2 separate regions of the Rattus norvegicus genome follow, and region 2 is linked to region 1. Evidence: chromatin contacts called from public Hi-C data. All regions are on one chromosome and are shown on one strand. Each heading gives the region's core, a stretch centred on a gene start, on an enhancer-like site or on the middle of the called end of the contact. The rest is flanking DNA. Distances are from core to core; before and after follow the strand shown. Region 1 holds the start of Fst (follistatin). Region 2 has its middle 180 kb from the start of Mocs2.

Region 1 (3,889 bases), core at 643-3,142:
GGCTGGGGAGCAAGCGATTGGGGGGGAGGGGAGGAGGAGGGGGAGGGAGGAAGGGAGAAGAGACACACACAGAGAGAGAGAGAGAGAGAGAGAGAGAGAGAGAGAGAGAGAGAGAGAGAGAGAGAGAGAATCTCCAAAGGAGTGAGTGGGGAAAGACCCGACACTGAGGTGGGAGGTGGGCTAGAGCAGCAGCCGCTGCGCCTAGCCATATCAATGTCAGTTACCAGTGACCCAGACACAACACGTGCAGCTTGCATTGACTTTTACTAGACTGTTTACTTTTATTCGTCCCATTTCATAACCTGCAGCGACTGGAAGAACAGATTAAAGAACCTGACAAAAACAGGATGCGACGGATGTTTTTACATGTTGGTTTCATGTAGGCGGTAAGAGAATTTTTTGTGACAGGGGTTAAGAAAGTAAGAGAGGGGGGGACGTGGAAAGGAGGGAAGGAGGGAGCGAAGGAGAGGAGGGGGGAGGGAGAATGAATATGAATCTGCAGGAACAGATCAGGCAAAAAGAAATTTGTGAAAAATGAAAGCAAAAAAAAAAAAAAAAATGCAGTCGGGCCCAGCCTGGATCTGCCTTGAGCAGCCTCGAGGCGCAGCCCGCCCGACGGGCCCGTTTTGCAATCCGCCAGCTCGGAGCACGCCCGCAGCCACCACGGTCTTTCGAAATCTCCGAGGGCTGCTTTCCCTGGCGCCCACGTCCGGGCACCCAGGGCAGCGCCCCTATCAGAAAGGCGGGTTGCCCAGCCTAGTGTCGGGCAGACGGCTAGGGCCGGTGCCCGGGAGGGCAGCGTACAACACACAAAACCTTACCGCTCCAACAGGCAACGCAGCAGTGTTAGAGCTGGGTCACACATACCTACCTCATGTCTACCAAGAACCACTTTACAGATAGTTTCTTCCCCTGTCCCTTTTTATGTCTTCGGACTTTGGACAAGCAGACTTCTCATGAATCACCAAAGTGACTCGAGCAATTGGAGCGCAAGCTGCGCGGTTACCATTATTAAAAAAAAATCCCGCCTGGAGACTAATTGTAATAAAATAAATCCATTTTTAATTTTAGATGATAAACTTCAGAAATTTGCTCTTTAATCCAGGTCGGAGTCTAAATAGCCCGTGGGTTGCTTGTTTCACAGAAGTTAACAGGAATGAGGCAAAGTGGAGAAAACTGTAAAGTACTTAAAAACACTTCGGGCTAATAATTTGGTTTGTTCTTTCTTCTTTTTCGCGGGGCTTGGGGGAGAGGGGTAGAAGGAGCATCTGCTAAGCGTAAAACTACCTCCCTCTAAAAATTTCAGTACCCACATTTCCAAGTTTGGGCAAAGTTTCTGAAACCACGTCCCCCAAGCCACCCAAGAAAATTCGGTATCTCCCATCCCCCACTCCGTCATTAAAAAAAAAAAAAGTCACCAAAAGATATGGAAGGAAGATGGGTAGACTGCTTAGTAGGTCGACTGCACTCTCCAAGCTATGGATGCTCGCTCTTCTCCCGAGCCAGCCAGGGGAGATAACATCTGAAGTCATTAGGACCAGAACTTGGAGCATCTACCCCTAACTACTGAGGCTCCAGTTCCCCCACTCGAGCCCTCTCTTTTTTGAGGATAACCTGGCTCTAAACTCCTCTCTCTATCCCAAAGTGTCACCGCCTTCAGTCTTTTCCTCCCGTTCCTTTCTCCAGGAGTAGCCGGGTGGTTCCAACATCTTCCTAGAGCCGCGTCGGTCCCAACCGACCAAGTGGAGACGACAGAAAAGTAGAACCCCTGCCCGAGCCGAACCTCTGGGCGCATCCCCTCCACTCACCCTGGGCGCTGCGGTCTTCCATGAATTGGCAGAGTAGCAGCAGCAGGAGGCAGAGCCCGCCGGGCTGGTGCCTGGCGCAGACCATCCTGGGGCAGGCGCGGGGCGAGGAGCGCGGCGGCGGGTGGCTTGGGCGAGCGGCGCGCGTCGCAGAGGCGAGCGGCGGAGGGCGCAGCGATCCCGGCGCAGCCCCGCGCTCGCCACCGGCCGCCCGCGCGATTCAATGGACGTCAGAAGCCGGGCGCAGCCGCGCTTTAAATCTAGACGGGGGTCTCCGAGGTTTGCGGTGGGCGGTCTCCCAGTGTGTGGGGCTGTGGGAGGGCGGCGGCGACCGAGGGTGTGCCGGCTCTTTGGGGGTGGGGAGCTTTTAAAAGTTCAGTGTGAATCAGGTGACATTTCCCACCTTCTGGAAACCCTTCCCAATTATCTGTCGGAGGTGCCCGAAATCAAAGCGGCAGGAGGGGAATCGCCGAGTTCTTATTTGCGTAGGAGCGGGAGGGGAGGGGGAAGGAGGCAGGGGCGGGGGCTGGGGGGCGACGCGTCGGGGGTGGGGAGGAACATCCACTTCAGTCCTGCACGCCGCCGCTCGGAGCCGGCGCGCCCGGGGTGGCGTGCAAGTGTGTGTGTGTGTGTGTGTGTGTGTGTGTGTGTGTGTGTGCATGCGTGTGCGTGTGTGTGCGCGTGTAAGTGAAGGCTCTGGAGGAGGCGGCCGGTGGAGCGCGGGGACCCCTGGAGTTGGTCCCCAGCACCTCTGCTCCAGCGCTCGGGAGAGACTTGTGCAACACACCGCAGGATCCCGGAGCTGCTGAAATGCCCCGGGGAGCAGTTTCAGGATCCTTCCCGCAGAGCCTTGGCGCGGGGTCCCGGAGACGTTTTATGTCCCGAGGTCTCATGCGTGTGTCTTACTTTGCGGCCACCCTGCCCGCTTCCCCGCCTCCCACTCCCCCACAGCCTGCAGTAGGTTGCTAAGAACCACGACCCCCGGGCACCTTCCACCGGGCCGAGCGCTGCGGAGACGCGGCCCTCGGTCTCCACAAGTCAGAGGCAAACAAAAATGTTTAACACCTCGGAGCCGGCCGCCCCCGGCAGTCTCGCCCTCTCCCTTTCTTTTCTCCCCTTTCACTTCGTCGCGTCTGGAGTCGCAGCCCCGAGCGGGGGCGCCGACGTAGGCGGTCTGCCCCCCTCCTCCCCCGCTCCGAGACGCCCCAGTTTCTGTCCTGAGCCTGCCTCTCTCTCTCTCTCTCTCTCTCTCTCTCTCTCTCTCTCTCTCTCTCTCTCTCTCTCTCTCATATTAAAAAAAATTGCACCATGATAATGAACTTCTGCAGCCTCAGTTTATTGAGTGCAACGCCTGGCATTCTTCGCCGAAAGTTGGCGGGTCTTCTCATTTATAACATTTTCTGGCACGGCTGAATGAAACTGAGGAGGCGATATTTCCTTTTATATAAAACGATTACTTCACGGAAAATGCTATATTGTTTATTTCAAAGCTGCCTTTTAAATTTCTATTCTTTTCGCTTCTGAAGCCCGAACGACAACAAACAGCGAACTATGCAGACAAAATTCTTGGACATTCCCAGGTCATTGGGATTTGCTCTACGGATTTCAAATTCGCCCTTCTTCCCTACCCCCGCCTTAGCCCCCCCCCCCGTCCTCCTCTCATCCTCCCACCCCCATCTTCCATCAACCTCCTCCTACCCCCTCCACAACTGCAAATAACTCAGTGATAACAGATTTTTTTCCACCAACTGCAGGAGATAGTGCTAATCTTTTAATAAAAGGTCCCATTACAATGGGATCTGTCTGGACAGACTATAATAGATCCCGAAATACAGCCGTGCTAATATTAGAAGACAGTTGTTTGGGTGCCTCTCAGACGGGCCCAAGCCCCCCTTTGAAAGTGGGCATGAATCACAAAGCCCCGCGGCCGCCGCACCTGCACCGCGCGCATTCGGTGCAGCAGGCTGGTAAAAACGGGTGACCTCGCCGCCGCTTTTCGCTTTATAATTACAGTCATGAGGACCGGAGCGGCGGGGAGGGGAGCGGGTGACCCGGGAGAGCCGGCTTTTTGCTCACTTTAGACG
Region 2 (3,889 bases), core at 373-2,872, 200 kb after region 1:
TTAACTGATTTTAATTCTTTAAAAATAATCTGTGAAACAGATTACTCGACATTGATGAAGTTCTACTTGTAGTCTTATCAACTCCCAGTGTTGGCTTTCCACTACCACATTCAACCAGATTTTGTTAAGTATTTGCAGTTGCATAAACAAAGAGCTATGTGACTACCCATACCTATGGTATAGGCCTTGTAGAAGACAACACTTAATAGAGTAACTGACATTGTTGCAATAGTCTTTACCACAGTGGTCTAGTTTAGAAATAAACTTACAATTTTCTAAGCATCCACTTTGAAGAGGGGCACACACCTCAGCATGCTGGCCAGTCCCCAAGGATGTCGGATGCCTAACGAGTTAAGTGTATTTGCCTAGGAGTCTATTTTTAGGATGCCAAGCAACTTTCATAAAAATGTACTCCCCTAAATGATCTTATTTTTAAAGACCAAAGTGAGTCAGTATTTTAAATTCATATTACTAACTTGCAGTAAGTTATCCCAAGGGGAATTAAAAATTATTATTTTGGGCACAGGAGGAAAAATTAACATCTTAGTCTATAAATACATCCAAATACCAATCCAATTCAGTGGTGTGGGAGCATCGATTCCTGAGAGAGTTTCTAGATCCCTGTTCTGACCCTGGATGTTCAATTACGCCTTTGGAACTTGAGGTTGTAGCAAATATTTATTTGCCTGGTGCCTTTCCTGAGCTGGGAATTTTTCAAGGTCAGGAGTAAAATCTATCACCTATCTCTCTCTCATGTATGTATGTATGTATGTATGTATGTATGTATGTATGTATGTATCATTTATCTGCCTATGTATCCATCCAACCATCCATCCATCCATCCATCCATCCATCCATCCATCCACCCACCCACCCACCCACCTACCGACCTACCTACCTACCCACCCACCTACCTACCTACCTATCTACCGTCTATCTTAGATATCTATTTATATACCTCTCATCTGCCTGCCTGTGTGTCTGGTCTGTCTATCCATCCAGTTGAGCACATCACATAATTTCTGGCATGTCTTGATAGGTCAATGATTGTCTGCTGGAGTAATACAAAGTACAATTCATGTTGATTTTTCACCTGTGAATCATTCCGTGAATCCTCTGAAATCAATGATGTGCATTTGCTAAAGAAGACAAATATGTGAGTGACAAGGGCCGTGCCTTCCGCTGTGCTTCTGCTCACTGACTAACCCTGTCCACAGGTTGTGGTATGCTGTCCTATTATGCTTTATTTCCTCACACATTTTCCTCTTCATCTGACTCACATTGCTACAACCCTCATGGATTAATCATTTTGAAACCACAGGGTTCTGAATCATGGCTGAGTCCTGGGTTACAAGGAAATCCATCCACTAGGAAATGAGAGCGTTTCTAGGAAACATCTTTTAACCACGTTTGTATTCTGATAAGATTCCTGGCTGCCGACCTGGGCCCATGGAAAGCAAAGACTTGGAAACAACCTTGGTTCTCCTGTAGGTAACTAACAAGTGTGTTCTTTTTTCATGCTGACAGTATCTTATAGCTATTGTATGTATGTGAAGATCTAGTCATCCAACGGCTCCTGATTTTTATGAGCAAAGCATGTAATATGTGATTGAGAAATGAGTTTTTACACAGAAACTCTACAGTGGTCATCAAACTACTTTCCTTTCTCCCCCTCCTGATTCACTGGTTCCTCATTAGATGCTGAACTTCCAGGGTTTGTTTGTAGACATTAAACTTGGTTGTCAAAGCCTCTTAGGATAGAAGCCTTTAATCTTTCTATCTAACCATCTTAAACATGGGTTATGTTTGTTTTTATAAACATACTAGTAAAAGATTTGAAACAGTTTGGGCTCCGTGAGAGAAAATTGCCGACTGAATGACTGAACGGATTGTTGGAAGGCTCTCTAGTGGGTGTTTCACTGGTTGTGAAATCAAAGGCTGCATAATCTCAGTTGATTTTCCCTGTCACACTACGCTGCCTCCAGATGAGGGAGGTGACACATTTTAGTCAGAGGAGAATTGGAGGCATTCAACATCCTTCAAAATCATTGTTCACCGTCAATGGCTTGCTACTTTGTTTCCCAGGACCAATAATTGCTTCTTTATTTTAATTTTAATTTTAAAAAGCATGTGCCAGACATGCCATTTTTTTTTTTGGAGATACTTATAACTTCCTTTGTGCTCATGAAGCTCTCTGCAGGATTTCAACATCCTCTTGACCCAATTTGGTAAAATTGCATCCGAGGCCAGAATACTGAAAAGTGAGACTTTTAGTTTACATTCAAGACAATGGTATGGTTTTGAGGCACTCCATCTAAGTTCATTCCACAAGTCTGGCCCTAACTAATCACTAGCTTCATGTTGTCCAAACTGTCTCACAGAGAGTGTGTTTTTTGTCAGAGTTGCAAGACATGGCAGTAGTCTCCACTTCTCTTTTTGTTCTTTTTCTGATTAAAGCAACTGTTTAAATCAGGCTCGTTGGCTTGAGGTTTGTGGCTCTCAGAAGTAGACCGTACTAGAGATTCATTCTTGGCTGGTCATGTGACCATCTACCCCAAATCCAATTCCATTAAAATTCCTTGCCACAACTGACACGCTTAGATGGTTTTATGGATTGAGTTGGGTTCACTCAAATAATAATACAAAGTCCCATCATACTGTGGATGCTGTGAAGTGCTTGTGAATTCAACCTCTTTTGGAAATAGGGTCTTTGTAAGTACAACTCAGATGAGATGAGATCACTGGAGTGGGCCGCAATCCAACGTGATTAGAAGAGGCAGATATACACACAGAACTGGACAGAGTGACAGAGGGGAATGGACTAATGTACCCACAAGCCCCCAAATCCCAATTTGATGCTGGAACAGCAGTGCCAGAAAGGATCTGCCTTGGAAACTTTAGAAAGAGCAAAGCCCTTCTGATACTCTGATATTAGACTCCTAGTTGCCAGAATAAACGCCAATGTTTGTGCCACATGCACCAACTTTTATTATAGTAAGGAATCTAGTTATTAATGTTTATGTAGAGTACAGGATACAGCTGCCCCTACCTGTTTTCTTTTTTTTTAACCAGTACCAGAATAGGCAAGAGGAGACTCAGAGGGTGTGGCCAGATTGATACCTGCCTCAAGATGTCTAGCTCCAGGAAAAAGATTTCTGTTGCTCTAAGTATTTGATGTGTTACATGCTGTACTGTGGAAGATCAATATAAATGGGACTCTTTCTGAGATGATGAAATCATGACTCTTCTTTCTGTACTTTTCCCAGATGGCTTCTAGACACTGTGTAATTGAATCTGATGATAGAGAGAAGGTAGTAATTTCTTAGCTCGGCCATTGCAGTTTATCTTCAAGAGTGAGTCAGGTATCATCCCACTGTATGTCCCAGACTACAAGGAAAGGGAGCCAACACTCTCATTTCCAACACAACCAAACCTTTAAAAACCTTTCCTTGAGGAGTGAGGCCATGTAGGAGAAGAGGGATGTTGCAAGGACCACACTGATCATTGAGAACCTCTCTTTGAAGACCAATGCTATTCATTTTTAAAAATTATTTATTGTTTTAGAACTTCTACCAAAACTGAAACCAAAGCCCTTCTACTTCTAACACTATCAGGTTTGCCGACATTAAATTGGACCCAGCATTTTATGAATTTGTTAAAAATTGTATACTTATTTGTTCCATCTCTTGTCTGTGCACATATATTTATATATACATACATACATACACACACATATATACATATATGTGTGTGTCATACATATATGTATGAGTATTACATCTCTTATTTGATTAAATTGCTGACCCTTATTTTGTATACTTCATCAGGGTTCTTTTTTATGAGCCACTCCTCTGTTTTATTGGTAATTCACTAATGTCAATATCACTAC

Evidence for each region. A called contact is a pair of places that touch in the nucleus more often than the background predicts.
Region 2: a contact with region 1 is called in a Hi-C map of the Rat2 cell line, with 4 times the contacts expected there. The contact joins the enhancer-like site here to the promoter of Fst in region 1.

What each region holds. Positions count from the first base shown.
Region 1 is chr2:47,861,400-47,865,288 of GRCr8, forward strand. Fst (follistatin) reads right to left here and starts at 1,893. Exons shown (of 6, transcript NM_012561.3): 1 at 1,809-1,893. The coding sequence starts at 1,893. It overlaps LOC120100717 (a long non-coding RNA gene), which reads left to right. Exons shown (of 2, transcript XR_005500667.1): 2 at 309-2,256.
Region 2 is chr2:48,059,984-48,063,872 of GRCr8, forward strand. No RefSeq gene overlaps it. Among named protein-coding and RNA genes, the nearest start is that of Mocs2, 180 kb to the right of the region's middle. Within about 2 kb of position 1,623, at least 10 of the 93 cell types and tissues checked have an H3K27ac peak or open chromatin away from gene starts, as enhancers often do.